7 separate regions of the Mus musculus genome follow, and regions 2, 3, 4, 5, 6 and 7 are each linked to region 1. A link is a contact called in public promoter capture Hi-C data. All regions are on one chromosome and are shown on one strand. The core of a region is the stretch at or near the end of the contact, and the rest is flanking DNA. Distances in the headings are between cores, read along the strand shown.

The links. Promoter capture Hi-C pulls out the DNA fragments that hold promoters and counts their contacts.
Region 2: a promoter capture Hi-C map of hippocampal neurons shows a contact between it and region 1, with 4 times the contacts expected there. The contact joins the promoter of Tmc2 here to the promoter of Zc3h6 in region 1. A contact is called at or near these places in 3 of 39 promoter capture datasets (cranial neural crest, embryonic stem cells and hippocampal neurons).
Region 3: a contact with region 1 is called in a promoter capture Hi-C map of pre-B cells, with 3 times the contacts expected there. The contact joins the promoter of Zfp661 here to the promoter of Zc3h6 in region 1. A contact is called at or near these places in 2 of 39 promoter capture datasets (hippocampal neurons and pre-B cells) and 1 of 115 datasets of contacts at active chromatin or transcription factors (differentiating embryonic stem cells).
Region 4: a promoter capture Hi-C map of pre-B cells shows a contact between it and region 1, with 5 times the contacts expected there. The contact joins the promoter of Nop56 here to the promoter of Zc3h6 in region 1. A contact is called at or near these places in 11 of 39 promoter capture datasets (the 3T3-L1 cell line, the C10 cell line, the HPC-7 cell line and 7 more), 1 of 115 datasets of contacts at active chromatin or transcription factors (astrocytes) and 2 of 9 other capture datasets (adipose tissue and liver).
Region 5: a promoter capture Hi-C map of liver shows a contact between it and region 1, with 3 times the contacts expected there. The contact joins the promoter of Mrps26 here to the promoter of Zc3h6 in region 1. A contact is called at or near these places in 3 of 39 promoter capture datasets (the 3T3-L1 cell line and liver) and 1 of 9 other capture datasets (adipose tissue).
Region 6: a contact with region 1 is called in a promoter capture Hi-C map of pre-B cells, with 2.4 times the contacts expected there. The contact joins the promoter of Fahd2a here to the promoter of Zc3h6 in region 1. A contact is called at or near these places in 2 of 39 promoter capture datasets (the C10 cell line and pre-B cells).
Region 7: a promoter capture Hi-C map of liver shows a contact between it and region 1, with 2.6 times the contacts expected there. The contact joins the promoter of Ebf4 here to the promoter of Zc3h6 in region 1. A contact is called at or near these places in 6 of 39 promoter capture datasets (the C10 cell line, the HPC-7 cell line, cranial neural crest and 2 more), 1 of 115 datasets of contacts at active chromatin or transcription factors (astrocytes) and 2 of 9 other capture datasets (adipose tissue and liver).

The regions. Positions count from the first base shown.
Region 1 is chr2:128,966,122-128,969,926 of GRCm38.p6, reverse strand. Zc3h6 (zinc finger CCCH type containing 6) reads right to left here and starts at 2,525. Exons shown (of 12, transcript NM_178404.3): 1 at 2,091-2,525. The coding sequence starts at 2,122.
Region 2 is chr2:130,193,610-130,197,935 of GRCm38.p6, reverse strand. Tmc2 (transmembrane channel-like gene family 2) reads right to left here and starts at 2,742. Exons shown (of 20, transcript NM_138655.1): 1 at 2,542-2,742; 2 at 1,360-1,513. The coding sequence starts at 1,393.
Region 3 is chr2:127,582,112-127,586,278 of GRCm38.p6, reverse strand. It overlaps Zfp661 (zinc finger protein 661), which reads left to right and starts at 1,602. Exons shown (of 5, transcript NM_001111029.1): 1 at 1,602-1,649.
Region 4 is chr2:130,271,724-130,275,775 of GRCm38.p6, reverse strand. Nop56 (NOP56 ribonucleoprotein) reads right to left here and starts at 1,364. Exons shown (of 12, transcript NM_024193.2): 1 at 1,300-1,364; 2 at 1,053-1,142; 3 at 630-744; 4 at 1-113. The coding sequence starts at 1,302. Snord110 (small nucleolar RNA, C/D box 110) reads right to left here and starts at 261; the gene lies at 203-261.
Region 5 is chr2:130,561,010-130,565,392 of GRCm38.p6, reverse strand. Mrps26 (mitochondrial ribosomal protein S26) reads right to left here and starts at 1,636. Exons shown (of 4, transcript NM_207207.1): 1 at 1,403-1,636; 2 at 1,166-1,312; 3 at 962-1,085; 4 at 1-455. The coding sequence starts at 1,614. The coding sequence ends at 336. It overlaps 4930473A02Rik (RIKEN cDNA 4930473A02 gene), which reads left to right and starts at 1,644. Exons shown (of 9, transcript NR_040348.1): 1 at 1,644-1,739.
Region 6 is chr2:127,442,339-127,446,183 of GRCm38.p6, reverse strand. It overlaps Fahd2a (fumarylacetoacetate hydrolase domain containing 2A), which reads left to right and starts at 1,619. Exons shown (of 8, transcript NM_029629.2): 1 at 1,619-1,767.
Region 7 is chr2:130,293,612-130,297,769 of GRCm38.p6, reverse strand. Ebf4 (early B cell factor 4) reads right to left here and starts at 1,831. Exons shown (of 17, transcript NM_001110513.1): 1 at 1,621-1,831. The coding sequence starts at 1,757.

The sequences.
Region 1 (3,805 bases), core at 1,276-3,775:
TAGTGCAGTTTCTTGATGTAGTTCTTTCCACGTCAGAGGTTTTATATATACATCTATATCTATATTTATGATTCACAACACCACCTAACACTGGCTAAATTAAAACTGAGTTGAGATACTTTTGGGTCTAATTTAAAACAAAACTATTGCTACTTATCATTTGCTCCTCCTACTAATCTATATCCTTTAAACTAAAGTTTCATTTTAACTTCTAAGTCAGTATTTTAAAACTTCAAATTCTACTTTCTAAAAAACCCAGGGTTTGTTGTGTAGGGCAGGCTGCCATGAACATGCCACCTTCTTGTCTCAGCCTGAGTGTTGGATTACAGGTATGTATTACCACACTGGACCTCAAACTCTTTTCAAAGTCTGATAGCAGCCAGGCATGGCAGTGCACACCTTTAATCCAGCACTCTGTAGGCATAGACAGGCTGATCTTTTTGAGTTCTAAGACAGACTGGTCTACATATCAAGTTCTAGGCCAGCTAAGGCTAAGGAGACCACCTCTCAAAAGGGATGGGGGTAAGAGAAAACCATGGTGTCATTGTTCTGTAGAAGCATTATTTTGATTTCTAAACTTGGTGACACGTTTTATTATGTAAAATACATATTTCTACATATTCAAGTTACACTATCCACTAACATGAGATTTCCTTTCATATTAATGAATTTTAAGTACATCAAGTCACTGGCTTATCAATAGACTTCTCAACATTATTAGTTAATTCTAGGACCTTCACTTTTAAACTTTTTTTAATAGGGCAATATTGGGCTATGAGTGTAGCCAAGTGTTAGAGTACTTGCCTATCACACAAGAGTCCTTAGGTCCATTTGACAGCACTGAAACTACAAAGGTATCATCTTTTTTAAAAAATCATTAAAAATGTCCAGTGCAAGCTTCTGCACTTATGTAAGAGCACTTTTTACTATCTAAACCTTGCTACATGCTTCATTGATGTCTTTCTAGAGAATTATCATTACATTAGTGAAGTTCTTAGGATTTTTTTAAATCCCTTTCAAGGTTGCCATATATTTTGGCATTTAAAATTTCAATGATTTTTGTTGGTTTTTGTTGTTGTTGTTTTGTTTTGCTTCCTTTGTATTTAGGGAAGGAAGGTGAGTGTAATGCTTTATCAAAAGCATATGATATTTATCAGGAATTCTTAAGTCTTATGGGCCACACTAGAACACAATGTATCTGAGACTATTCACAAAGCAATGTGAGGATGTCCACTTTCAAGTCAATATTCTAAGTAGGAATCAGCTGAATGAGATTTGGCACCAGGAGTTTTAATAAAAGTCCTCCTCTGACACCTTTAAAAATTTGTTTATCAATGTCAAGAGTATATTCTGTAAATGCCACCAAACCTTTGAATGGTGCTAAGAATGTGCCTCTCAGAGCACAACAAAACTAAAACTGGAAAATGAGAATCTCAGCTAAATAGTCAAATATTTATTTAGCACCTAGGAAATCAGGTAAAGCTAAAACTCTGCAGTCTACTTGTGTTAACGTATTTAATATGAAAAACTGCCATTTCACTTTCCTGGAGGTTATAGGACTGCGGCAGACACATGGCCTGGGAGTGGGGGATGGGAGGGAAAGAGACTCCCCAACCCCCTCCAAAAAAAAAAAAAAAAAAAAAAAAAAAAAAACTAAACATGTTTATTTTCAGAGGTAGACTCGGGTCGGAGGCAAACATCCACTAGGCCTACTACTGAGCTTTTGGGGCCGGTTCCAACGGGGCTGCCAACGCCGGTCACTGGCCTGGCGGGCAGCGGCCGCAGCCGCGCCGCCGCCCGCGTGGCGCCGACGACTGAGCCGGGCCAGGGGCGGGGGGCTCGCACGTGCCCGGCGGGGGCGGGGCGGCGAGAGCGACGGCGACCCCGGCTCCGGGAGGCGGGCGCGGCCGCTTCGGCCTCCCCCGCGGCGGCCGGCAGGCAGCGGCGGTGGACGAAGGTGCGCGTCACGGAACCGATGGAGCCACACAGAGACGTCTAAGTCATGCAGGAGGCGCCCGGCCCCGGCCCGCTCCCGCCGCCCCGACCCCTCCTCTCATCCGACAGAAAGACAGACAAGAAGGGTTCCCGACCTGTCGTGCCCTGCATGTTCAGAGTCTGTCATGTTTGGTCAAGAACGGGGCGGGGCTGGAGGGCAGGTCTGGAGGCCGGCGGCGGCGGTGGCGGCGGCAGCGGGGCGCGGGGAGGACCCCTGCGCCGCCTGCGGGCAACCCTGTCCCCGGCCGCCGCCGACAGGTGACGAAGTGGTAAAAACTCACGGTTACTAGTGAGCGACACAGACACAGACTTTCCAGTCTATTAACAACCAACGCCAGAGAGATGGGGCTCTAACTGCAAAGACTGGGCAACGGCCCCGCGCTGCCGGCGCTGCCGCTCTAGTCTGTATTCGCCGCCGGAGGCTGAGGCGTGGGAGCCGGCGGGCGGCGTGCAGCGACGCGGGGATTTGGACAGTGGCCGTAACGGTGATTTCTCCTCACCAACATGGCGGCACCCGAAACAGGCGGCTCAGAAAATGGCGCCGGCCGCAACACCTTGCCCGGGACTAAAGGGCAAGTGGAATTCCTCCGCGAGCCGCGGCCCTCTCCCAGCCCGCCGGTGCCGAGCGCACTAGCCATTGGAGGAAACTGCCCGTCAATCACTTCCAGGGGCGGGCCTTTAATACGCTCGCTGCGGCAGCGGAGGCAGCAATCTGATGGGTGTGAGGCCAGGGATGCGGTTCGGTGGCGCGTGGAGTTATATCGGGCGGGGCAGGTCACCCCGCCAGGCCTGCTGTGTCCACCAGGTCCTCTGTGCCCATTTCTCGATGTTCCTGCGAGACTCGTCGTCTAAGGCTTTGGAGTTCCGGACTCATCACACTGTCCCCCTCCACCCCGCCACCGTTAACTGCGCGACAAAGAAAGGAACCCAGGACTGGCGGTTTTCTTTGTTAAAAAGAAAGAAAGAAAGAAAAGCTTTCTTTGTTGCCGAAAGAACTCGGAATCATCCTTAAGCCCTTAAACTTGTAGCTGTTATGTCTCCGTAGTGTAAGGAAGACTGCCTGCCATGCAACTTTTTCTGATACTAAATTCACCCAGTCCTTACTTGACGATTAAAAATAGCTATTGAGGTAATTAAAACATGATCTTGTGTCTGTTAGCGGTTTAGATGTGGAATTCATTCGAGTATTTCATAAGAACAAGACTTCATTTCTTCGTATGTCCATGGCCTTCAGACGTATTTCCATATCCTTCAGAAATAGTCTTGAAATGATGAGTAATGTATACTTAGTTCTGAAGGAAAGTTAATTTTTTTTATTAAAATGATAAGCTTAAATGTCCAATATTTCTAAATACACGACGTCTTTTGTCTTTGATGTGTAAATAACGTGCATTCAAAGAGCAATTGCGATTAGATAAATGTGAAAAGAGAAAAAAAGTTATTTAGTTGAATGCAGCTATTGACAAGACTTGAACCCTGACAGATCTTCACGGCCCATTATAGGAAACTTTCAAAAGGCACATCTGTTTTAACTAGAGAAGCAATATTATTAGTTTTTGGAACTAAAATGTAAAGCCTCTTCATTTAATCGTTTTACTAGGAACAGTGAAAGGCTTTTGAGGTGTAACAGCTGCTCTTCACAACTGCATTTTCTGCTTAGACATTAAAATAATGATTTAGGATTTGAATTTGATTTTTTTTTTTAATAAAAAGAAAATCTTTGAACTGGTACACATTTGAGTATTGCTGTTTTCAAATTCGTTTGGAAGTTTAAACGCACACCAAAATAAATTCTGGGCATTAGCTTACT
Region 2 (4,326 bases), core at 1,493-3,992, 1.2 Mb before region 1:
CATATAAATAAAATAAGATCTTTTTTTAAAAAATTAAAGGATATTATGCAATTGGCTTATAACACATAAATAAATGATTATATAAATTAAGTATTTCAAAATATTTCTAAGGAGCTGGGCATGGTGACACATGGCTGTAATCTCATCACTTGGGATGCAGTTGCAATTCCAAGGAGACCAGGAAGTGGAGGTAGCAGGCAGGACCTTAGCATTTATTAGTACAATCTTCAGGGTTAGATATGTATAACTGACACAAGAAATTGAAGTCATGGCAATTTGTAGCTTTCAGCTTCTCCTCGGGCTGGGTAGCTTCTTCACAGAAATGCTGTAGTCACCTTCCAGGGGGAGCTGTGGGAGATTAGAGGGTGCGTTGGGAGGGATGGAGGCGCTTGGGTATGGGTCCTAGCTGTACCACTTTCTAGGTGTTGCCTTGTCCCTGGGATAATGAATGTTCATAGCTTACCAAGGCAAAGCTCAACGAGTCTCTAGTTCTGGGAGTGTCCCAGAGGTTGAAGCAGAGGCTAAGCAGCAAGCCATCTCTGCTCAGCGTGATGCCTCTTCCCCAGTAAAACAGACTGCTTCCTAGAAAGGACTCATGCTTGTCATTGAGCAAGGGAAGAGGGAGAAGGAGATGGGGATGGAGAAAGAGGAAGGAAAATGTGGGATGAGTAGCTGGAGTTTTAGGGCTAACATGAGCCTGGCACACTACCCAGGAGTGCATCATTTCTTCACACCGTATCACCCTCTCCACCCTATCCTCCATGCACAAGAGCAACTCTGATGTCTTTCTCTCTCTACCATGCAACCAAGGACAGAAAGAAAGCAAATTGCCCTCTGAAAGTCTCCTGGCAGCAGCCCCATCTCACTATGGTAGCCTGCAGATGGGAACTTGGTGCCAGTTACTTTACTCAAGACGCTGTCAGTCCAACATTTCCCTGATCCCTTGGAAAAGTCATAAGTTCAGAACTCTCCCATCTCCCCACCCTCACCCCCACCCCCACCCCCACCCCCACCCTGCAACAGAAAGACAGCCACAGTAGGTGAGAATTGTTAAGGAGAGACAGCTGCCAACAGTGGCTTTCAGTATCATGCAGATAGGTGGCCAACTCTAGCAAGTTCACTAATGCATGGCTCTCTGCACAGGTGATTTTCAGTTCCTCTAGGAGCCCTGCAAAGAGGTGACAACCACCCTCATCCCATCGGTGGGTCGGGTCGGAAGAGGCTAGCTACCCTGCTCAAGTTGCAGGATCTGAACTCAAATGCAGGGCCTTCCCATGCCTCTTGAGACTGCCTCTCCGATACCCACTGTGCCCAGAGGCCTGTTGAGTAGCACCCATGAGGATGAAGATGAAGACTCACCTTCCTCGTCCAAGCTCTTTAACTGGGGGCTCATGGTTACCAGAGTTTCAAGGCCCTCACACTGGCTCACGTCTTCATATACTGCCCAGCCTGGGGTGACTTCCTGCTGTCATGGTCACTGGCCTCTTCCTGGAACCTGACGGCAACTAGGGGCCTCTGAGGTTGAAGGTAGAGGTAGGTTTTGTTGGGGAGAGAGATGGGGAGAAAGCAATGAGTTTGCAGCACGTCAATCTATCCAGACACTCCTCCGCTCGGGTTTCCCTGCCAAGGACAGTGTGGCCTCACATTTCAGACATCACTTATACATGAGGGCCCTAGAGGGGTAGGAACTGTGGACTCATCTCCTGATAATGATACCACAGGCATGCCAGCCAGGGAAGGTGTGAGCTATGTCGCAGGGCTCTTTCCCAGTGTCTTGAGTCCCTGATTGGACTCAAAGGTATAAGTTATCTGGGCTTTGGTTTAAAATGAAGATTTTTAAAGACAGGCAATGGAATCTTCTTTTTTTCCCTCTCCCTCTCTCTCCATCATGCAGCGTCACACCAATGGCCTTATGCTTGCTAGGCAAGCGCTCCTGGGTCTTGGAATCTACACTTTGGACCTGAGTCAACAAGGATGACTGTCCCTACTGAAGTCACCTGCTTCTTCATTCAGTAGCTTTCTCTAATGCTGCTTGCCTTTGTGGGAGGTTTGTTTGGATGCTTTGAGAACCACTGTTATCATGTAAAAGCAAGGCTGCAGGACCAGAATGGTACCAAGGTTCTTGTTGTTATCAGTTGATACTGCAGTTCAGAGCATTCCCCCTAGAGGGATTCCAAGTCCTTTTATCCCTTAAAAGGGAATCGATCAGACACAGAGTTGCAGCAAAAGATCCACTTCCAAGGAGGAATCTGTCTGGGACAGGGAGGTTCCGAAGTTCAACAATCCTGCAGAGAGTTTTTTTCCCCCCTGTTATCTTAGGAGCATTAATCCAGCAGCAAGGAGAGACATAGGCCTATAAAAGCCCCACTTAATTAATTTCAATTTGATGGGTACATGATGTCTATTTACCAAAAGAACAGCGTAGCTTCCCAACTAGGGCCTATAGCCTTTCCAACCATGGGATTTGACCAGATTTACAGTATCAGAGAGGAATCCCTTCATAGGATTGGCTTCAAATCCAATCAGAAAGTGGTTGCTTACCTCTGGAACAAACTTGGCCACTATTTTTTTTTTTTTTTTTGGTTTTTGGAGACAGGGTTTCTCTGTGTAGCCCTGGCTGTCCTGGAACTCACTTTGTAGACCAGGCTGGCCTTGAACTCAGAAATTCGCCTTCCTCTGCCTCCCGAGTGCTCGGATTAAAGGCGTGTGCCACCACGCCCGGCAAACTTGGCCACTCTTGCACTATATTATGCCTGAGTAGTCAGTTGTATTGATGCGTCATGATGGCTAGCTAATGGGGAGGACGCTCCCAGGCCAGTTTCAGTTTTATTTCTTTATATTCTGTGACCAAGATGTGTGCTGTCTTCAGCAATGCAGTCTTACTATCGCATTCTCGTAGGCAACTGTCGTGTCTGCTCTCAACCAGCAAGAACGACACGACCACCAGTTCTAACAGCAGTTTAGTCAGCAAGCTTCAATCTTCATCTCTCTCGCTTCATCTTTTTCTCCCTCGATCACCGGATCTCTCACTCTTATATACTCTCAGCCCCCAACCACTCACAGCAAGCCACGTCACCTCACCAGGCACGCAGCTTCAGCCAATCAGGGCGGTAGGGGCATGTCTCTACCAAATATGGACTTGTTTTTACCGCCAGCATCATGGTGCACCTGCGCAGCTCTCACGATGGTCATGGCTTATTTTCAGGTGTATGAGGAAGTCAGGTGCAAATCATAAGACTTAGCTGCAGTCCCTGGCGCCATCTTGGGACTGCTGCCACACCTGCTCCTCACATCTCTCCCTTTTTTTCTTTTTTGGCAGAGAGAATGTCTGTCTTAGATTGCCCCCTGCAGCAATGCCCCTTACCCGTCCTTGGGAGACAAACAGCATTGGTTTGATCCCTGTCTTAGGTTGGCGACACGCCCAGGGAGTCTTATCCGTCATTGACTACTTCTCTAGCATGCCAAGCCAGCCACACTTGAGGACATTGTCCTGTCTGCATGCGGCAGGTGCACCAGAAGGCCAGGACGCTGATTAATCTATGGCCTGATTTTGATTGCTGCAAGCAAGCCTCTTGGGTGAAGGTAGAGATCTGATCCCCAGTGTGCAAGCATAGGGGCCCTACACAAAACCATCCCTTGGGCTCATCACCCAGAGAGGTCTTGGCCAGCTCCGTGTTGTTTTTCCTGGGGAAAGGGAACTAGGACACTGAATCTTCATGCAATCAGACGTGCCTTCCACAGGATGCCAACAGCTAGCTATCCTCTGTGCAGTGCTTAGCCTTGCAACCCACGGCATAATGCAGCATTATTTCTTTAGAGCGGCAAGCCAAATCTGAGGATATTGTCCCGCCTCCACTGCGGCAAAGGCCTGCGCCACCATGGCAGAAGTGCGGGCCTGCACACGCTGCACCCGACACATACACCAAACACACAACACACACACTATTACAAGCATACATCCCAGGGCTCCCATCAGTCCTGAGGCAAGGGATCAGTGCAACTACCATTCACCCCACATAACAACCATACATATAAGGGGGCACTGCCCAAGGTGGAAGGGAATCAGGAACACTCCTACAAAAAGGAAGGGGGGAGGCCCATCTAAGTTGGGAGGGTATAGTGCCATTGCCCTTGGATATACTGGCAGGCCACACCCCTCGAATCCAGGTAGCATTAGCTTTAGTAGATACAGCTGAACACAATCACTCATCTGTGAAATATTTTGAATCATCTGAAAACACAACAATCCCTTTAGCTGAAGCAGCATAGAAAAAAGGCAATTGTAGCGAAGCATTAGATGTAAAGAATTGAAGAAACACTTGAATG
Region 3 (4,167 bases), core at 353-2,852, 1.4 Mb after region 1:
GAATTGCAGAAGAACCCTTTCACAGCTGCCCTTTTCACTGCCTTAGGGGCAGACCGAGGCTTACAAGAGATCCATGAGACTGACAGAGGCGAAAGGGATCAACAAAAATTAGACAGCAGTGCTGAGACCTTGGCAGCCTAGTGATATGATTTATTCCCTCTACTGACAAGCCACCCATTTAGTGCCCCCTGTAGCCGACATAGCAACACTGGAGAGTTTCTGGATGCCATGCACGAGAGACAAAACCTGTGGTCAATATTTGATGGGACTGCTCTTGGAGTTCAGCAAATCACTTTCCTTCCAGAAAGCAGCATGAACATGTAACATCCAGAAGGTAGGTATTTACTCAGTAGAAAAATTTACTTCTTTACCAATTCTAGGTTCTATTTAAGAAAAACTGATATTGGAGAGGTTTAATTGATAGCCAAAGAGATCAAGGTTTTAGGAAGGGTGTACAGATAGTAATGGGAGATCAAAGAGTCATTGTCAGTCCCTGGAGATACTGGGGTCATCTTGGGTTTCAGGATCCAGTTGTTCAGACAGGTATGGTATGACCATTTGTGACCACCCAATGGCCAGATGAGAATGGGTATCAGCCCTGCTTTTTGGTAATGTATAGTTGAAACAGCCCATCCCTTTGGAAGTCCCAGTGCTGGAGCTTTCTTAAGCCTATCAAAAGAGTGTTCCTTAATCCCTCAATTACAAATGGTATGGGCTTGGGACCCTCATTTAATTTCTCATGACTGGCCTGGCTATTTCTTTAAATATTGTAATTCATATTCTGCAGTATCCAGTTAATTCCAGAAAAGCCAAAACCTGTCTTTTGGTTCAGAGAGGGGGCAAATCCAGATCTCATAGTACCAAATGAAGGTTGCCTTTTTTTTTTTTTTTTTTTTTTTTTTTTTTGCCTCACAAATTGAGAATTTTCCCTAGAAGTTTTGCTTCCTTTTTGAAGTTTTGTAGCCTTTTTGAGCTTTTGAGATACAAAGAGGCCAGGTGGGGTGATGCACACCTTAAAGCCCAGGTCTTTGGAGGCAGAGACAGGTGGATCTCCAAGTTTGAAGCCATCCTGGTTTACATAGTGAGTTCAGGACACAGAGAGAGGGGGGTGGGGTGGGGAATGGACTGAGCTACAACGTTTAAAGTCTGTTGTTTGGCTGGTATCCTCTGAAGCAGTAGGTAGAAGGTCACCCTCATTCAGGATTACAGCTACAGAGTTGGGTGTAAATTCTCCGACATGCTACCAAATCTGGGATTAAACCTACACCACGAATTCTTGATGGAAGACTGCGACAGGTATGTTTCTGGGCTCATGCATCTGGGATAGTCTACTGAAAGAACGGGAACCCTGGCTTTCAGAAAAAATAGGTACACTGGCAAACCGGAAACGAACTAGAAATCGAACTTGTGCTGTTTAGGGTCAGAGCCTGGTCCTATCCGTTTCAGCACCACAGACCTGGAGTGCAACCTTGTGCAGGATTTTACCCGTCATCTCACGGCGCGCCGGCTATTGATGCTTCTGGGAAGTGTAGTTCATGCAAAGGCAACACTATGATTGGAGCTCAGAGGCCGAAGATCTTCGCGCAGGCGCACTGCCTTCCCGACACGAGGCGGTGAGTGTTCGCAGGTTCCCAGTACTCTTGCCAAAGGTGAGGGTTGCGGGTCTAGGTGTTCAAGAAGCCGAGTGGACGCGGTGGCGGAGGAGACACGGGGACACTGGGCACTTGGGGGAGGGTTAGTGGGCGTGGCCTGTGTGGACAGAGAGTCTTCCCTTCTGGTGTGTGTCGGTTCCGTGGGGACAGTGTCCTCGTAGGGTATGTCCACTGTGTGTCAGAATCCTGTACTTTCAAGTTGGAGATCCCGGTCTTCCTTTCGTTCCTTCTTTCCATGATGGGTGCTACGTGGATGTGGATGGTACCGACGCTAAATCTGGGAGCATCCACTCCATTCTCTCCCAAGTCCCCTAGAAAACGTCTCCCTTTGCTTCAGCTTCTCGCCCTGAGCCTGCACCGGAATGTCCTGGTGTGAGCATAGGGTGTTCCTGGACGATACCGGATTTGAGGTGAAGAAAACCCCAAAGGAAATCGCAAATGGCTTTAGGCAATTTTAAGATGATATTGACTGGAGTGCACTGTTAAGGAATAGTGGGAAATAAGGGTGAAGGGACTATACTGCGGCCAGACAAGACCCACAGTATCAGAGTAAGACCCACCAAGCACGATATTTTGTGCGTCTCAAATGAGGTCAACATAAACAAAATTTTGAGAAACAATTCTAGAGGTTGACATTCTGACCACCGTTAAATCGAACTAGCACAACTTCGTTCCAACCACCAGTAAGTGTCAGATGTCTAGAAGTCCGTGGGATGGCCAGTTGTCTGTTACTCCATTGAAGTTGTTGGCAATTTACTAGTGATCTTTTCCCTAGTGTTCTTTTTACATTTGAGATACGATCTTATTTTGTAGCTTAACCTGGCGTTGTGTTAAGCCTTAGCCTTCCAAGTGCTAGCATTACGGGTGTATATCACCATAGTTCTGTTTTCCGTGAAATTTCAGTCACGCGAATCAAGCTTCCCGGGATGCTGGGATGTGTTGCAGGTAAAGATCTGCTTAACTTTATGGCTATCTTTCAATGAAAGTAAATTATAACAGAATTAAAAGCTTCCAGGCAGACTTTTCCCAGTTCCACCTCAGCCTTTTACAAAGCCTGACTCTCTTAATTGCTGTGAAATAGTGCCTCTCTTATTGATGTATGACGATGGAACTAAATTATCTTTATAGAAAGCACTCAGCATAGTGCCTCATGAGAGCAAGCACTCAACGCTAGTTATGGTGGAGTTCCGTAGTGCTCCAAGTGTGTCTAGCCGCTGGACAATAGATTATTTAATCAAGTTGTCTGTCATAGATGCTTAGGAGAGTCCAGATTTTGGTTGCATTACCTAAAGATTAAATAGGATATGTGTAATGTGCTTAGGAAGCTGGCTGGCAGATAACTTTCAATAAAGATAACGTGTTAGTGATGGTTAATTAAAGCCGTTGTAACTATTCTCTTATACTTCTTAAATAAATTCTCGAAGAGAATTGGCCAACCTAAGAATGTCTGTGTTTGAAGGCTCTTGCTACTTGTCCCAGTGATCTTCCTAAAGAACTTAACTAATGAGGACACAGCTATGCTGAAATCACCCCTTGCCCAAAGCACCTTTTGATGTACTCTGACCTCTGCTGGTTTCTCCGGTTTCATGTTCTCTACGGTGTTGCTCACAAGTGACTTTCTCCTATCTAATTTCAGTAGTAGTTCTTGATGTGATAACGATCTGCCTCTATCTATTCAAGACTCCAGGTCCTCCCAGCCTGTGAAGTTTCGAGCACACACACACACACACACACACACACACACACACACATCAAAACTGTAGGTCCCAGATGTGCAGAGAAAGCTGCTGCATTTCTCCCTTGACCTCTTCCGGCCTGGGCTAAGGCAGTGCTGAGATTGCAAGCACACACCGCCACACCCCATCAGTCTTTAGTTAGACTCTTCATTGTGAGAGAGTGAGATCCAGTTAGCTAACTTAAGCAAAGGGAGGTTGAAGAGGGTAAGAGTCTTCTGGAAATCCAAGAATAAGTAAAGCTGCAACCGGAGCTCACTTCTCTCCTCGGGAAGCACCGGTGAGCTCCAGCACTTCAGCACTAATGGAGCCGCCACCACATCCATTGGTTCTGTCTTCCAGGACTCTGCTCCTCTGGGCCCTGTGACTACACAGAACCTTCTCCTAGCTTTTTGACTCATCTCCTGCATATTGTCCCAACGTTTTAAAATTCATGTTCACAAAGAAGGATGTCATCTTTTCATACCAGATCATATCTGTCGTAGTTTTTGTTGACTAAATACAAACTTAGGCACACTTGGGAAGAGAGAATCTCCACTGAGTTGCCTCCGTCGGCCTGTTAGCATATTTGTGTGGGACATCTTCTGAATTGCCAGTCGATATAGGAAGACCTAGCCCACTGCGGATAGTGTCACCCCGGGAAGGTAGGCCTGGGCTGTGTAAGTAGCTGAGCAAGCCAGTAAACAGTGTCCCTACACAGTCTCTGTTTCAGTTTCTGCCCCAGGTTCCAGCCAAGGCTTCTCTTGGTAATGTGCTGTAATCTGCGACCCATATGAACCTGT
Region 4 (4,052 bases), core at 115-2,614, 1.3 Mb before region 1:
CTCTTCCTGTATTGCAGCACCAATCTTGGGGTCTCCAACCCCCAGAAGTACTTTCTTCTTTTTAGATGGCAGGTATGTCTCCAGGAGCAGGCGGAGGTCCTCGTGAACAACACCTTTGGGACAAAGAAAACAGCTCTAAACCACACATTGCAGATTGGAGACTGTCTCCAATCGGATTAGTTAACACCCATCCCCGCAGGCATTGCTCAGACACATGGAGTCGTCAGTGATCTCTCAGGGGATTGACAGATATATAAGTCATCATTGCAAAGCCTGGCTCTACCACAGGTCCAGGAGCACAATTGTAAAGCATTTAAGTGCTTTTTAAATTACAAGATTTATTTATTATATGTACACTGTAGCTATCTTCAGACACCCCAGAAGAAGGCATCAGATCTCATTAGGGATGGTTGTGAGCCACCATGTGGTTGCTGGGATTTGAACTCAGGACCTCTGTAAGAGCAGTCGCGCTCTTAACCGCTGAGCCATCTCTTCAGCCCCTGCATATTAATGTTTTAAAATGCCATCCTGTAGGTCTCAAATAATCCCTAGACTGTATCAAGCTTAGAAGAAAATCATCTAAGAACATCAACCACCCAGAATCCCATGTTCCGGAGGGACCGACTCACCTTCAGACACAGCATTGGCATTTTCCAAGGCCACCTGGGATGAAGAGAAGGGACAGAAGGCCACCAGACGAACGACATTGTGGAATTTGCCAAGGTTAAGCACACATTCCTCCACCTGGAGAGAAGGATGAATGGGCTTTCTTTGAATTTGGCTTCTACAGCGCAGTAAGGCAGAAGCACCAGCTGTTGTAGCAATTGGTGCCTGGGCCCCGAATCTTAATTCTCAAGAAATGGAAATGAGATGTTTATCTCCGACCGCTTCCAATTATATAGATTCGCGTTAAAGAGTCCCCTCATTCTAGAGCTCCCCCCCCCCCCGCCGGGCCCGGTGCGGTCGGCCACGTGGGAACACGCGGTGCATGCTGGGGTTTGGCGGCCTTAGGGGCTGCATTGCAGCTCCGCGAGCCCACCGAGCTCACCCACCTGCGGCAGCAGCAGGCTGATCTCCTCCACTTCCTTCAGCGCCAACAGCGCGTAGCCGACCGCATGCTCGAACAGCACGTGCAGCAGAACCTGAAAAGAACCGGCGCGCGGCCATCAGTCAAACTTCCCAGTCCGCGGGGCCGCTGCTAGAGCAGGCCCTGGCTCAGACCCGGAGCACGACCCCGAATGCAAACCCAGACGCACGCTAAGGCCTTCACTACGCAAATACCCCACCACCACTCCTCACCATGGCGCCTGCTCCGTGCCCAGCTCGCAATGCGGCTAGCGCGCTCTGGCGCGCGGAACCAGACTGCGGAGACCACACCTTCTCCGGTTTGACCAATCAGAGGCTGCGGACGAAACCATTGTCAGGTCTTCGGAGGGGGTTCGCGGGTGTGGTATCGTCCGTCGGGCGGGTTGGACTACCACGGGCGCGAGCGGGCCTGCCAAGCCCAGCCTCTGCGGCTGCGCGAGCCGGTACTGCGTCTGTAGTGAATGGTGTCGCTCCTGCCGGCAGGCCGCAGAGTGGCCTGGAGACCACCCTTCTTCGTTCCTCGTGCTTTTGTCACCCGTGTGCCGGGCGGCAGAACTCGGTGAGGGGACATGAGGCTTCCTGATAAGCCTCGCAGGTTTCCCGCTGCCCAGATATTCCGGGTCCTCGTGGGACCCGGCCTCAGACCCTGCAGAAATGGCGTCTTCTTGCTGCCTGCCTCTTCCTTTTACATTTTGTTGTTAACAAAATTGTTGGTGCGGGCTGAGGCATAGACAAGAGCGGTTTACCTCTTCCTAGTTCTGTTCCTTTCCCTGATTCATAGAACCCAGCGCTGCTCGGCACCACGTGGTTGCTCATGGCCGCGTAGGCCCAGAATTCTTCCAAGGAGCTGCGTTCCTGTTTTTTTCAGTGCCAGTTTTAGGCACACCAAGGTGGATAATTTAAAATCACCTTTGCTTTAAAAAAGAAAATAAAAAGACACTTTACTTTAGTGTTAGGATTATAAATCCCAAACTTGATGGCCTAGTCGGCCATCAATGGGAGGAGAGGCCCTTGGTATTGCTAAGATCATATGCCCCAGTACAGGGGAATGCCAGGGCCAGGAAGCGGGAGTGATTGGGTTGGGGAGCAGGGCGGAGGGAGGGTATTGGGGGCTTTGGGGATAGCATTTGAAATGTAAATTCAGAAAATATCTAATAGAGAGAGAAAATAAATCCCAAACTTGAATAGTCTCTCTTAAATAGTCTATGCCTTATGCGAGAAAAAAGAATCATGGAGTAAGTCGGCTGTACATTGTCTATCATGGAGTAAGTCGGCTGTACTTTCTCTATAATGGAGTAAGTTGGCTGTACATTGCCTGTAATGGAGCTGGCTTGGATAATAAAGTGGACTTGGATAGTAAAGAAATGTGTATGTATTGCAACTAGGAAGCTACAAGCGCTTGGCAGGACATGGTGGAACGCACCTTTAATTCTGGTATTTGGGAGGCAGAGACAGGCCTGGCTACATAGCAAATTCCAAGGCAGATAAGGTTACCCAGTGAAACTCTGTTTCAAGAAAAGTAAGCTATAAATGCTTGTGATTAGATGAGGCGACACAGCACAAACAAACAAGCAAAACAAGATGTTCCTTTGGCTTCCTCACCTCCACCACTTCATTAAAATGTCACCCCAGGAGTTGAATGGTGACACGCACCTTTAATCACAGCACTTTGGAGGCAGACATCTGTGAATTCAAGGCTAGTTTGGTATATATCGATAGCTCCAGGCTAATCAAGGTTACATGGTAAGACCCTGTTTCAAAAAAAAAAAGAAAGTCCTCCAATATTTATAGTTCTGAACCTAGTGGGATCTGTAGATTGTGATATCAGACACCATTTCTTCCCTTCCCTAGGCTTCTTTGATAAATTAATTGCTCTTGCCTACGTTCAGACAGACCTTTCCTACCAAAGTAGACTTTTGTAAAATTGTTGAGTTTTGTCTCCAAGTTATCCTTCGCCCTGCTTCCTGAATATTTCTAAAGCAGAAATTCATGTTTTGTTTATGGTTGCTCATTGTGAACAAAGTAATAAGAAAATTAAAGGTGTTGGTATCCTATAATCAATCACCTGTGGTAGTTGTTCTCCAGAAAGGCCAATAATGATCCATGCCTCCTGACAACCAGGCCTATGGCCCAACGGACACGGGTAGATTGAGTCTGCCATTTCTGAACCTTGTGCATGCTTGTTGACTTTGAGTTGCCTCATAAGAAGTGAAGCCTGATGAGTCCCATGGAGACTACATGGGGACAGTTAGAGGTCAAGCCTTCCAACTATCCCTTATTCCAACTATTCCAACAGAGAGTAGACATGTGTTCTACCTCTTGCCACTGTCTCTGATTGCAGCTGCATGAAACCGTAGTCATGACAAGAAGAGCCCTGTGTGTACTCTGTCTATTCACAGAATTGTGAAAAATATTGTGGCCTTAAAGCCATTAAATTTATGGGTGACTTATTAATCTATAATAAATATGAATCAAAGTAAGCAACCTGTGTAGGAGCCCAAGCTCTGCCTTACAGTGTGACCAGAAATTAATCACTTGACCTGAGACTCTATTTCTTCAGATTAAAGATTAAAGAGTCATTCACCCCTTTAATAAACCTTTATTGACGATCTGGTCCTGGGGCAGCTATGAAATAGATAGGTCCCTGGTGTAGTGGGCACTCAAATGCTAGTGGTCATTCATCTTGTTTTCTGGGTCATTTTTATTGTTGAAATGTTATTATTTGGAACAAGATCTTACTATTAAACTCTGGCTGGCCTAGAGCTCACTATGTAGACCCATTGGCTTTAGCTCACAGATCCAATTGCCTCTTCCTCCTAATGCTGGGATTAAAGGTGTGCACCATTTGGGCTGGAGATGATGGTTCAGCGGTTAAGAGCACTGACTGCCCTTCCAAAAGTCCTGAGTTCAAGTTCTAGGAACCACATGGTGGCTTACAGTCATCCGTAATGAGATCTGATGCCCTC
Region 5 (4,383 bases), core at 387-2,886, 1.6 Mb before region 1:
GGCTCCAATACTTTATTTATAAAAGCAGGAAACATTTGGCTCACACGACTCCAAGAGACTTACAAGACAAGCTTGGCTTCTAGAGGGGACACAGTCCAGTCCGATCCTCTGTGCGATAGGAACTTCCCAGAGTTTAATGCTGCCCTGAGTTTGTCTGTGGTGCCAGAACAGGGACATCTGGGAGTTCCCAGTCAGGTGGTGAGTGCCGAGCCTGGAGTGACTGAGGTTGCTCTGGAAACGGCTGAGCCATCCTCCTGGGATGTACCAATTCCTATCCCAGTACACAGACCCTAGGCAAGCACTGTGCTTATTTGGGCCCCCAGAAGTCTCTGTGCTCAGTTCCTGACCACCTGCCCTTCTTTGGTGACGGCCCAGTTGTAACTCTTCGGAGAGTCCAACGCTTCTTCTATCCGTGCCTCCAGGTTCTCCCGAGTGATGAAGTTTTTTGCCTCCTCCTACAGGAAGAGAAAGGTTGGCTTTGTGGGATCTCTCCCAGAGCTGGCTGCCTGCACTGTCTCTAGTCCACGGGTGTCAAAAGAACCCAGGGTCTCTTTGAGTGTCCCACCAATCGTCCAGCACAACTGTACTAGGTGACCTCGACCATCATATTGCTCTTCCTTGGACAATCACCCATCAGATCTCTCGGCCACAACCCAAGAACAAATCGTGACAACCTGATTAGAGGTGGGTGGACTCTCTCAAGTGCATGAATCCCTCTTACGTGTTAAAAAGCGCTCCATTCTCACTTACGGTTTCCCTGACTTCAAGTTTCACAAGGCAATACTAGCCTGTAACCTTTTACTGACCATTGCCTGCGAGGCATACCCTCTGCGCTGATGGAGAAGCCTCCTGAAGACTCTGGTCACTTGACGCCCAGTGCTGTCATCCCCCCCCCCCCCCCCCAGCCTCCCTTGCTGGGGTCTCCAATGTCCACATTCCCCATGACCTCCTGCATGCCCACCTGCAGCTTGAGCACTTCTTGCTCTTTCAGTTGCACCCAAGCCTGCTCCTCCTGAGCCCTCTGGGCCTGGGCCTCAGCCTTCTGCACCTCCTGGGCCTGTGCTTCCAGCTGCAACCTCGCTATCCTGCGAGGGGCAAGACGCCGAGGGTGAGCGGGGCCACAGATGAGCCTAGCCCAGCCCACCCAGTCCCGGGCCTCTCGCACCGTAGCTCCTGCATTCGCCGGTTCTCGTCCCGGTTCCAGGCCATCAGCTCCCGGTGCTCCGTGATGGCCTGCTGCGCCTTGCGCTCGGCCAGAACCCCGGCTCGGGCCTCGTGCAATTTCCTTCGCACCTCCAACGTGAACTCTAGCCTGGGGAGGACGGGCTTCGAGTCAGCACCCACCCTCGGCCCCGGCCCTTCCCGAAGGGCGTCTGCCCTCCACACGCACAAGCACACGCACCTGAGAGCGCGCACGGTCTCCCGGTACTGTCGGTAGCGCTCGGTCAACACGAAGAATTCCGCAGGGTCCACGGCGGGAGGCGTCTGCACCCGTCCGACCTTGGATTTGGCAGGCGGGTCATGGCGGGTCTTGCGGCCGCGCACGGGCAGGAGCAGCGGGGTCGGGGGCCGAGTCTCCGGCCGCGCCGCCAGGCGGTTCAGAGCGCGCAACATGACAGCCAGCGCCTGCGCCTGCGCCCGGCCCGGAAGTGGCCGCGGAGCACCACGGGAGCCTCCTGTCCTCGTCCCTGTTGGGCGGAGCTCTTGCTGTCTGGTCCAATGCACGTCCGGACTCTCGGGTAGAGTGGGAGGGGTCGAGGGGCACCTTGGAGACCCACAGCTTGCTGGGCTGCGTCGCCCGCTAAAGACAGCTACACCGCAGGACGCTCTGCCCACTTGTTCACAAGTTTGGACACCGTCCCAAGTGTGTGGCTCTGGGGCTCTCTGGCCCGCCGATGGCCTGTCTACCCTCCCAGACCTGATGCAAGAAATTTGGAGTTCCTGGCTACTTTAAACTTTAGATTTGCAAACCATTTCCTTGCACTGCACTGCCCTGCTGTGGTCTTGGGGGAGCTCTGCAGTTGCCAGAGTTCTCAGTATCAGTGACAACTTGTTCTCAACTGGGCGACCTGTGAGGTGACCCTTGTCCTCTTCCACCTGACCCGGGGTCTTCCCACCTCGAGACTACTCTTATTTATGAAGTACAATTTCCTCTCCAACTGAAGAGAAACAGCAGTGCAGCAGGGCAGAGAGCATCTGTCTCAGAAGTAGCTCGTTCCCCTCTGCCTCTCCAGCAAGGAGAGTTGTTGGAAATCAGAAGCTGACCCGAGTACTGGGGAACTGAACTTTCACCCCACTCATTAGTATTGTCTAGACCAGATTCTGCAGAGAACACCAGGCCATGGTCCTGCACTTCCAGGACACTTGGGAGTGTCTGAGGAGCCAGGACTGGGTGCAATAACAGACATTTTCTCAGAAGAGAACAGAGGCTGCTTAAACCCTGCTCTCAACTTCCAGGCTTGGTGGAGGCCCAGTCTGCACTTTCTTTCTCTCAGTCAGGCTTTGGAGATGAGATGCCAGAGTGTACTCTGGAGTCCTGGGGGCAAGCTGGTGACAGGTTTTCCTCCAGGGTTCCGGCCATAAGACCATTGCTGGGCCCTGGAGGATCCAGGATGGATGGTCTGTGGAAACCAGGGCATTACTGCTGCCCTACCCTGGAGTACCACAGGGTTGCTCCGAATGTCAGGGAACCTGACACTCCCACCCTGTTTTTGTTTTTGTTTTGTTTTTTGGCAGGGTCTCACTAGATAGCTCTGTCTAGCCTGGAACTTACAGTGTAGATCAGGCTCACAGAGATCCACCTGCCACTGCCTCCTAAATTCTGGCATTAAAGGCATATGCCACCATACCTGTCCTAACCCTTTCTTCTTCAGGGTCACCCTAGACAACCGGCAACTCATCTCAGATAACTTAAGTGTCTAGGCCAAGAGAATATTCTAGGGTATGGGCCATTTCCCTAGAGGCTCCCTAACCTTGCTGGCTCTGAAGTCCTCTCGCTAGTCAGGTGCACCCATCCTTTTAGAAGGTTTCATAAATGTAAGAGATTTAGATCTAAGGTAGATGAAAGTGTGGAGTCACTCTGAGTAGATAATGCTACAGAACTAGAAGGCAGGTTTTCTGCCCTCTTTCTTTGGCCTGATGGGGATGTGGACTGGTATGCAGTGGTGATGAAAGTAACTGTTTCCATTCACTGACCCTCCCTGCTAAAGTGGCAAGATAGAATTGTTGAGGGCAGAAGCCAGGAAAGGAGGCTTTTCTGGGCACTTCATGGGTAGAGGCACAGAGCTGGAGGGACGGAAGCCTCCTCATTTACCAAGGGGTAAACTATGAATGAGGTGATTCCAGGTGACTGTAGGACCCTATTCAGATGGTTCCTGGATTTAACGATCAGGCCATTCTATTTCCTCTGGTGTCAAATCCAGTGATATCTTTAAAACAAAAACCCTCAAACAGGGTCTTTCTTATTTGCTGGCCTTATATTTCTAACAAAGCCAAGGCTGGCCTTGAACTTGTAGCAATACCCCTGCATCTACCTCCAGGGTGCTAAGATAGTGTGTGCCACCATACCAAGGTACAGTGATATCTTGAAACAGGGAGGTACAAGTTGCTACTCAAACCCCTTCCCACAATGTTCTATGAACAAATATGAAGTTGCTGTTGGCTTTTAAGGTCACTGGACAAATGCTCCCCCATCTTAGATCTTCCTAGGAATCGGAGGTTGAAACACAAAGCAGAATGGGGCTGGAGAGATGGCTCAGCAGTGAAATCCTGGATTTGGTTTCCAGCATCCACATCAGGTAGCTCAGAATGGCCTGCAACTTCAATTCCTAGGGGTCTAACGCTCTCTTCTGGCTTCTGGGGACACTCACATGCATGTGTACATACGGCACATAAGTAAAAAAAAAACAAAAAACTTTTAAAACCAGATTTAAAAAATAAAATTTCAATGATTTATTTTTCTATGTTCATTGGTGTTTTGCCTGCATGTATGTCTGTGTGAGGGTGTCAGATCCCCTGGAACTGGAGTTACAGACAGACGTTGAGCTACCAGTGGGTGCTAAGAGTCAAACCCAGATCCTCTAGAAGAACAGTCAGAGCTTTTAACCACTGAGCCATCTCTCCAGACAAATAAATCTTTTTCAAAAATTTAAAATGGACCCGCTCATAGGGCAAAGGCATTTTCTGTCAAGCCTGGGGACATGGAGTTAAGCCCTGGAAGCCACATGCTGGAAGGGGAGAACTCCTGCCATTTGTTCTCTGGCCTACACATGTGACATACATGTGCCCGCGTACATGTGTGCACACGCACACACTAAAAAACAAAAATGTAAAATGGCTACCAAATGTTCAAAGCGGTACACAGGCCTTGCCATGAGCTTCTTA
Region 6 (3,845 bases), core at 370-2,869, 1.5 Mb after region 1:
AAGCAGGCTAAGCAACCATGGAGTGATGAGTCCCAGGTTTGATGTGCAGCTCCAAGACCTAGAGCATAGCAAAATCGCCTGCTCCTGTCACATCGGTTTGGTTTCATTGTGCTGTCAACCTCAGCTGACATCATGAACTATGAAGAAGAAAAACAAAATCACACAGGAAGGAAAGCCCTGGTCTTTTTCTAGGATTGAAAACATTGGTGTTAAAAGAAAAAAGAAGTCAGGTGTGGTGGTGCATGCCTTTAATCCCAGCACTCAGGAGGCAGAGGCAGGCGGATTTCTGAGTTCGAGGCCAGCCTGGTCTACAGAGTGAGTTCCAGGACAGCCAGGGCTACACAGAGAAACCCTGTCTCAAAAAACCAAAACCAAAAAAAAAAAAAAAAAAAAAAAAAAAAAAAAAAAAGCCTCACTGGGAAAAAATAAGAGGAATCTAATAAAAGCCTGTGCTTCTTCCTGGGGCAATGGAAGCCTCGGATGCTCTGTCTGGACCTTGATTCACTTAGGAGGCTCCTTCTCAGAGTCCCCTTTACATTTTCATAGGCCAGAGGACTCGGGGTGTGGTTGTAGAGGATGTTTCCACCCGAATGCCTGCTGCCTGGACTTGCCCATCACCCCACACACACCCTTTTCCCCCTAAAATAAGGTTCGTGAAGAACAGGGTGCTGCTACAAGTAGGTGAAGTTGGTGAGCCCTGACAAGCCTAAAAAGTAGACAGGCCACCATCTGTCTTCACTGTGTGCATTAAAGAAAAAATGGTGAAAAGCTGGCTACGACTTTGCCAATGTGGTCACACTGGAAAGAAAAGAGAAAAGACAAGAAAGGAAAGGGGAAAAGGTTCAGTGACTCCCCAAAGTCCATCTTTGGAGTCCCGACATGAGGTTCAGATTCTCAAATAGAAAGCAAGTGGTGTACATAACTAAGCAGTCTTGGTCAAGGTGTGGTCTTGCCGGTTATTGATCCACCATTATCTCAGTTCCAGTCTATCCCACAAGATAGTCTGACCAGTTGCCAAATCTGTGATATAGCTTACTGGGTGACAAAACTCCTCCTCTAGCTGGCACACACAAGCTTCAGTCTTTTCTTTCCCCCAGCACACAAGATTCATGGGGGAAAGCCCAGTAGCTGAAGGAAGGACACAAGTGTCTTTTGCCTTCAGAATCGCTTCATACCTGCCAAGACAACTAAATAAGTGGTTGGACGAGCCCTTACTGGCTCAGGAGCCATCATGGGCAAAATCACTCCTAGCCTTTATGTTTTCTCCACGAATACAACACATATAGACATCCCTGTCCTTGGTGGGTCAACATTAGAGCACAAAACTACTTGTTACTGTCTACCAGAGTGCTTCCTGGACAACTATGAGTAGGTGCCTGGCCCAGAAGCAGCGCCTGGCCAGAATTAGAAGCTCAAAGGTCGGATGCGCTCTCTCCGAGCCTGGGTATCCCAGGGTCACCCTGGAGCCAGCCACGGTCTCCCCAAATGCACACACTAGGCACCTGCTGGAAGTTCTGTGGCTAAAAGAAGTACCTAACAGCAGGAGGGCGGACTTCCGGGAGGAAGCAGGTGTCCTCCTGGTGGCGACAGCTTCGTGACGTCACCATATCGCGACTGCGAAGGGGCGGTCCCTATATTCCTTGGAGAAGAGTTAAGTGCTTGCAGCGGTACTGGCTGTGGCTTCTCCGCCCTCCCCTCTTGTCCTGCGGCTCCGCAGGCGTCCGCTGACAGCGCAGGAAGCCGGACAAGTCCGGCTGCAACGACCAGGTAAACTGAGGCTAGGCCAACTCAGAGGGAGTTGAACCGGACGTTGGGAGCCGAGTGGCTGACCTCGGTTCCCAGATCAGCAGGGTCACACGCACGGCGCAGCGCCTCAAGCTGCCCATTGCTGTGCTGTTTGCTAAGGGACCTTTGTGCTGCGAGTCATAGTGATTCGAGAGAATGAAATAACCTGTGAGCGCCCGTCACAGATTCATCATCAGCGGGGCTTAGAGTTATCAGAGAGCAGGTGTTCTGCCTTACCTCCACGGCCATGACCATGGGCTGGTAGCAGTTAGGACCTGAGAGGAGTAGGCAGGATTGAAACTAGATTATCTTGCTTGAGAAGTATCTTGCTTTTGAATTAAGAACTTCAATGTCATCTAGACATGGATTCAAATGCCAATTTTCTTTTAGCTGTAAGACCCTTGAACCTTAGGCAAACCAAACCCCTCTTACCCTATCCAAGCCTTGGCTTGTTCATCTGTAAAACTGGACCAGCAGCACCTGCCAAGCCACCGTCAAGAGAATTATAGTAGACCTCACAAGTGAGACACTTGGCTTTCCCTGGGACAGTACTGTTTTAGTGTATGGTGTGACTGGTCACATATGCTGGACCAGCCTTTGGACTGTGGCATGGCGGTACTTGTGTAAAACGACAGAGCAGGAGATGGAAAGCCTTTGGTTTTCTGGCCAGACTTGCAAGCTGGCACTCTGGTGATCCTGAACAGGGTAGGTTGGCTCAACCAGGTGAGGACCAAGAGCCCTGAACTGACGGAGCTACGTCTAGCAGTCTCTCTCATTTTTAGTATAAAGACGTGTGTGTGTGTGTGTGTGTGTGTGTGTGCGTGTGCGTGTGCGCGTACGCGTACTTTAGTCTTTGAGACAGAGTTTTTCATTGGCCTGAAACTCAACAATTAGGCTAGACTGGCTGGCTAGCAAGCCCCAGGAATCTACCTGTCTCCACCTATCCGGCACTGGGATTACAAGCATAGACCACTGTGTACAAACTTTTTTATGTGGGTTCTGGGGATTTAACTGATCTTCAGGCTTTCAGTGGAAACATTTTACCAGCCATGCTGTCTTCCTAGCCCCACACTGGTTTTAAAAGAAAGCTATCCAGAAGGGAGAGGACTCTGACAGGGAATGAAGACCAGACCTAGATTAAGACAAAGAAAGGGAATGAGTGAGGATATAGAGTGCAGATTATCTGGGGAATAGCTCAAGCTAGCATGTGCCTTCCAGGCCGGCACCTGTACCATTAAAAACAAAGGCAGCACGATAATGAAGCTTAACTTTGGGTGGAGCCTGGAACTCATAGCAGGCCCTGAACCTTTTCAATGGTATCCAAGAGGTCTGGATCTGAAGAAGGAAGACATGGGCCACGTCCCAAAGTTGATCATCACTAGGCTTTTCCAAGAAGTGAAAAGTCAAGTCCCTTGCACCTTCCATCTGTTCAGTGGACAGAGGCAGTGCAAGCCTGTGTTCCATACACAGCAGCAACAGTGTAGGCTCAGTAGTTAAAGAGACAGACATTGCTACTGAACCCAGGGAGATAGCTAAGCAATGTGTGAAGCCAAGTATCTGGGCTCTTGGTGCCCTGAGTCTCCCTGTTCACCAGCAGCAGAAACTGGTACCTACTAGAGGTGATGGAGGGTAGCTCCTAAGCCAAGCTGGCTGGGGTTCTAGCTTGAGCATGTGAGCAGAAGAAAGTGTTTAACTCAAAAGGCAACAGGACCAAGTATTTTTAAAAGTTGCATGAGGTAGCTGGGAAGCCATTTCTAGCAATAGCCATTTGCCTAACTTGGGGCTGAGTCCTAGTCCTGCACACCTTAGCCTTCCCCAGTGAAGGGGGACATCCTCTAAAAGCTAGAGGTAGCGGCCTGGCCATCTTCATAACATCATCTCAACATCTGAGGCCTGTGTACATCAGTCGCTCATATCTGTTACCCCACATGCAAGACGGCAGGTCCGAGTTAGCCTGCTGTGTTTCCCACTTGCCTGCAGTGGTGGGAACTTTCAGGAAACACTGGTTGAGGCAAGGCTGGGATCCCCGGAGCTAGCTTAAAGCCTGGCCTAGTCATCTG
Region 7 (4,158 bases), core at 582-3,081, 1.3 Mb before region 1:
AGTTTCCAGACTCGGGGACAAGCAAGCTCAGGCCTGGAAAATGTTCTGTTCAAACCTCAGAAGGCGTTGGGGTTCAGTTATGTGGTCTTGGGGACTCGGAATAGACCCCACTCGAGAACCTTTCTCTGTGTAGAGACACTGTCGGTGACTAGGATTGCTGAGGCTGAAAGTCTCATGCCCAGATTTCTTGCCCCTTCACCCACTGTCAGGATATCATCTCTGGCACCCCTGCTTCCCCCTCATCTAATCTGGCAGCCCTGGGCAGGTAGAGAGAAAAGTCTGAAAGAAACAGCAACTTCCAGTCTAATACACTCAGCTATAACGTCACACGACCGCCTCAGCGGGAAAGCCATAACCAACAGAAAAGGAGGCACACACAGTTTTAAGGCTAGCACAAGACAAACCTTAAGGGGGTGGGGGAAGGGCATGGGAAGGAAATAAATATACCAACACACGGAGAGCAAGGAAATACACCAACACACGGAGAGCAAGGAAATATACCAACACATGGAGAACAGTAGTGTTAAAACATCTGTTATTGTGTTTCTATAGTCTCTAGCTAGACCGTTCTAACTAGAGACTCTAACTTACTGGAATCGGCTCATCTGGAATACCCTTTCCTGTCCAGGAGAGATCATTCAACAGAAAGCTCAGCACTCTCTCTTTGAAGACAGATGTGCAAAAATACTGCACCCCTTCGTCCAGAAAACACTCTCTGTCTAGTACTGGGTGAGGCTGGGAAGCACCACAAGTGATACCTGATCAAGTCTGGGTGTGTGGATGGGAGTGATGTGCCAGCCCTGGTCTGCTTCGACACCCTTCAGATACTGGACAGAAGCTATTTAAAACTTGAAGAGCCAGTGCCTACCCTGTCCTGGATGTCCGCAGGGACACCTACTTAGCGTGAGGCACCGTGAGCATCTGATCAGACGTATAACCTCCAGTCCATGTTGTATAATGAGAGGGAGTGTTACAGAGACCAGGTTCCAGCTGCTGCCGTGACTGAGTTAACAAGCTTTCAAAGTCCCCATCCAAATTCTGGTGTCCATTCCTTACAGAAGTCTCCTGTCTAGTCCCCTATGCCTCCCCCTGAAAAGTAACCAGAGCCGATTCTGCTAATTCCCAAGAGCTTCCAGTCTCCTTCAGGTTCTAACCAAAACCACTCAGACGGAGGAGTCCAGCCTCATTCTCAGCCCCAATCAGTTCAGCAAGGCTAACTGCCCACTGGCTAAGCCTCTCTTCAGCCCCACCCACATCTCTGGTTCTGTACACCACAGAGTTTCTTGCCTTTCTTGTTGGGTAGCCACGGAACTGGACAAGTGGAACGGTAGAGACTGCACAGGAAGAAGGGGCTGTACATCTCTAGATGACTAGTAACTGTGGGCCATGGCTCCAGGTGTGCGGGAGGAGGCGACACCACCTCCAGAACCCTGGACCCTAGTGAGCAACCCGCCCCATATCCTCAGGAAGAAGTCAAACTCACACAGGGTGAACAGGAGACTTCGTCGGGACAGTCAAGAGTTAGGACTCCCTCCACCCCTCGCTCCAGTAGCTAGGCGTGCAGGACGAAGGCGACACTAAGCGGTCCAACCAGCGTGCTAGTTCGGGTGGAGCGCTTACCTCTGCGCCGCGGTGTTGGAGTCCAGGATGCCCGCGCTCTGCATCCAGGAGCGCACCGAGCCCAGGCTGGAGGGCAGCAGCGGCTCCTCTTTCAGATGGAGCCCACCGCGGGGCAGAGCGTCCTGTGCGGGGAACATAAGGACCCGCAGTTCGTGGGCGCCCCCAACTGCCAGGGATCCCGTCCCGCCGAGGCTGTGGGCGTCTCAGCTCAGCCCGACCCGACGGCACCAGGAGCCTCCAGGAGCGCAGCGCTGCACGGAGTCCCGGCGCCTCAGTGCCGCTCGCCTCGCGGGTGCTTTCTCAGAGAAAACGGGTCCCCGGGCGCCGGCGCTGTCCCCTCCCCTCCCGGGGCGCGGGGCGGGGAGATGGAGGGATTCCCCCGCGGCCTGAGAGCCAGTGAACAGACTGAGAGCGGAGCCCGCACCGGCTCCGCACGGAGGCGCCCCAGAGGCGCGCTCTGGCGGCTGCCCAGCGCGGCGGTCGTCGGAGGGGGGGGCGAGCGCCCCGCGAGGTGCCCGCCCTCCCCCCACCCGGGTCTCTCCCCCGCCCGCCCGCGGCGCCCGCGCGGGGCGCTGATTACCATCCGAGAGGGGGAGGCTGCGGCCGTGGAGGTCGGCGGCGGCGACGGTGGTGGCCGGGGCGGCAGCAACAGCAGCAGACGCGCGTCCCGTGGAAAAGCAGGGCCGGCGCCGGGCCAGCAGACGCAGCCGCCGCCAGGCCCCCGAGTGCCCCGGCGCCCCGGGCCTGCCGCTGCCCCGGGCGGCAGCACCTGCAGCAGGAGCAGCAGCAGACCGGCCGAGTCCCCCCGGGGCCCGGTCCCCGCGCCTCCCCGCCGCGGCCGCCGCCGCCCGCCGCTCCCCGGGGCCTGGCCGCGGGCCCTGGCCATCCCGCCGCCGCCGCCGCTCCCTGGGGAGCGGGAGCCGTAGGGAGGGAGCACGGGCAAGAGGAGGGCTGTCGCAAGCGGGTGGGCCCAGGGGACTCGGGGCCAGGGGAGGCGGGGGCGGGGCGCGAGGCCGGCCGAGGGGCGGCCAGGGACGTGACATCATCGGGGGAGGAGCGGCCGGGCTGGGGCCGCGGCGGCGGGGCGGACCCTGACGAGTCCGTAGCCGGGCTGGGGGCCACGGCCTCGGTGGAGGGGCGCCGGGAAGCTGGCCCAGGCCAGGGAAGATGGGGAAAGGATGGGCTGGGGGCTGCGCGGCGAGGAAGCCCGGCCTAAGCAGGGCAGCTCGTCCACACCACGCTGGGGAATCACCACGGCCTCCCCGTCGCCACCAGACGAAGCTCCAGCATCTTTGTGGTCCCATCTTCTTCTCCTAAGTATGCGCCGCCCTCTCCTCAGCCAACGCTTGATTCTAGGAGTCGCTGCACCCTTGGTGCCACTTGACCTCGGCTTAACCTCCGCGCCTTAGCGCTTAAGGGTCTCTCACCTTGTGGTGAAGATGCGGCCCCAGGCAAGCTGAGCTACCCGAGTCCTGCACCTCCCATTCTTGTTCCTGTCCCTGGATTACCTAAACTTAAGTTTACATTCCCACCTGAGTTTTTGAGAAATCTCTTGCTTCTGAAAGCAAGTAGACGTTTCTGAAAGGCTCAGGTGAGCTGGGCTCTTAAACCTAAGTCCAGCTCACCTCCTTTTCTCCAGCCTTCTTTCTGAGTCCGTTCATCTTTTATATCTGCACAGAAATCATCTGGCCTTCGACCTTGGGGCTATCAGCAAACCTTGGTTTGAGTCCAGCAGTTTCCTGCAGAACAGCAAAAGGTTGGGTGGCCTTGTTCATGCTGCTCTTTGCACTCTGAGATCTTCACCTTCCTGGGGGTGAGATGGGGGATGCTCCACGTCAGCCCTTAATATCCTGCCTAGCACTGATCCACAGAAAGGACCCCAGTGACACTAGAGTTCCTCTGCCTCTTCTCCTGACCTCCTGGGTCTCTACTCTCCCTCTTTTTTGCCCAGTTTTTCAACACCTGTCACCTGTGAAGGAGGAAGAAGGGGCACTGCCAGTCTCACGCAGACTTCTCACGGTCTTGGCCTTTACTCACAGAATAATCAAAAGCAGGTTTCTCAAAAGGAATTCTTTTCCAACTGGCCTCTACATCCCTTTAGATGACTCTAAACCTTGCCCCTCATAGTATGGCTCCTGGATCAGCAGCATTGACATTGGTAGCTTGTGACAAATTCGGAATCGAAGACCCTCCCAGACCTGTCACGTCAGAGCCAGCATCAGAGAGCCGGAGTGCTGGGATCACGCATGCCAGCTACTACGTCTGGCTAAGACTTCCCATTCTTAAAAGTCCTTCCCCTTCTCCCTACCTCCTACAACCTCTGCCCCTCCTGTTTCTGCAGCAGTTCACAGGAGTAGCCACCAAGGCTGCTTTGCCAGGCTCGGCTGGCTGCTCCTGGAGACTCACAGTCTGACTCCTCCCTGTTCTGAAACTGTTGCTTCTGCTTTGACTCCGTGGTCCTCTTGGGGCTTCTGGCCCTCCACAGACAAGAAGTGTGATCCCTATCTCCTCCCACCCTATGAGGATGCTAGGCTGCTG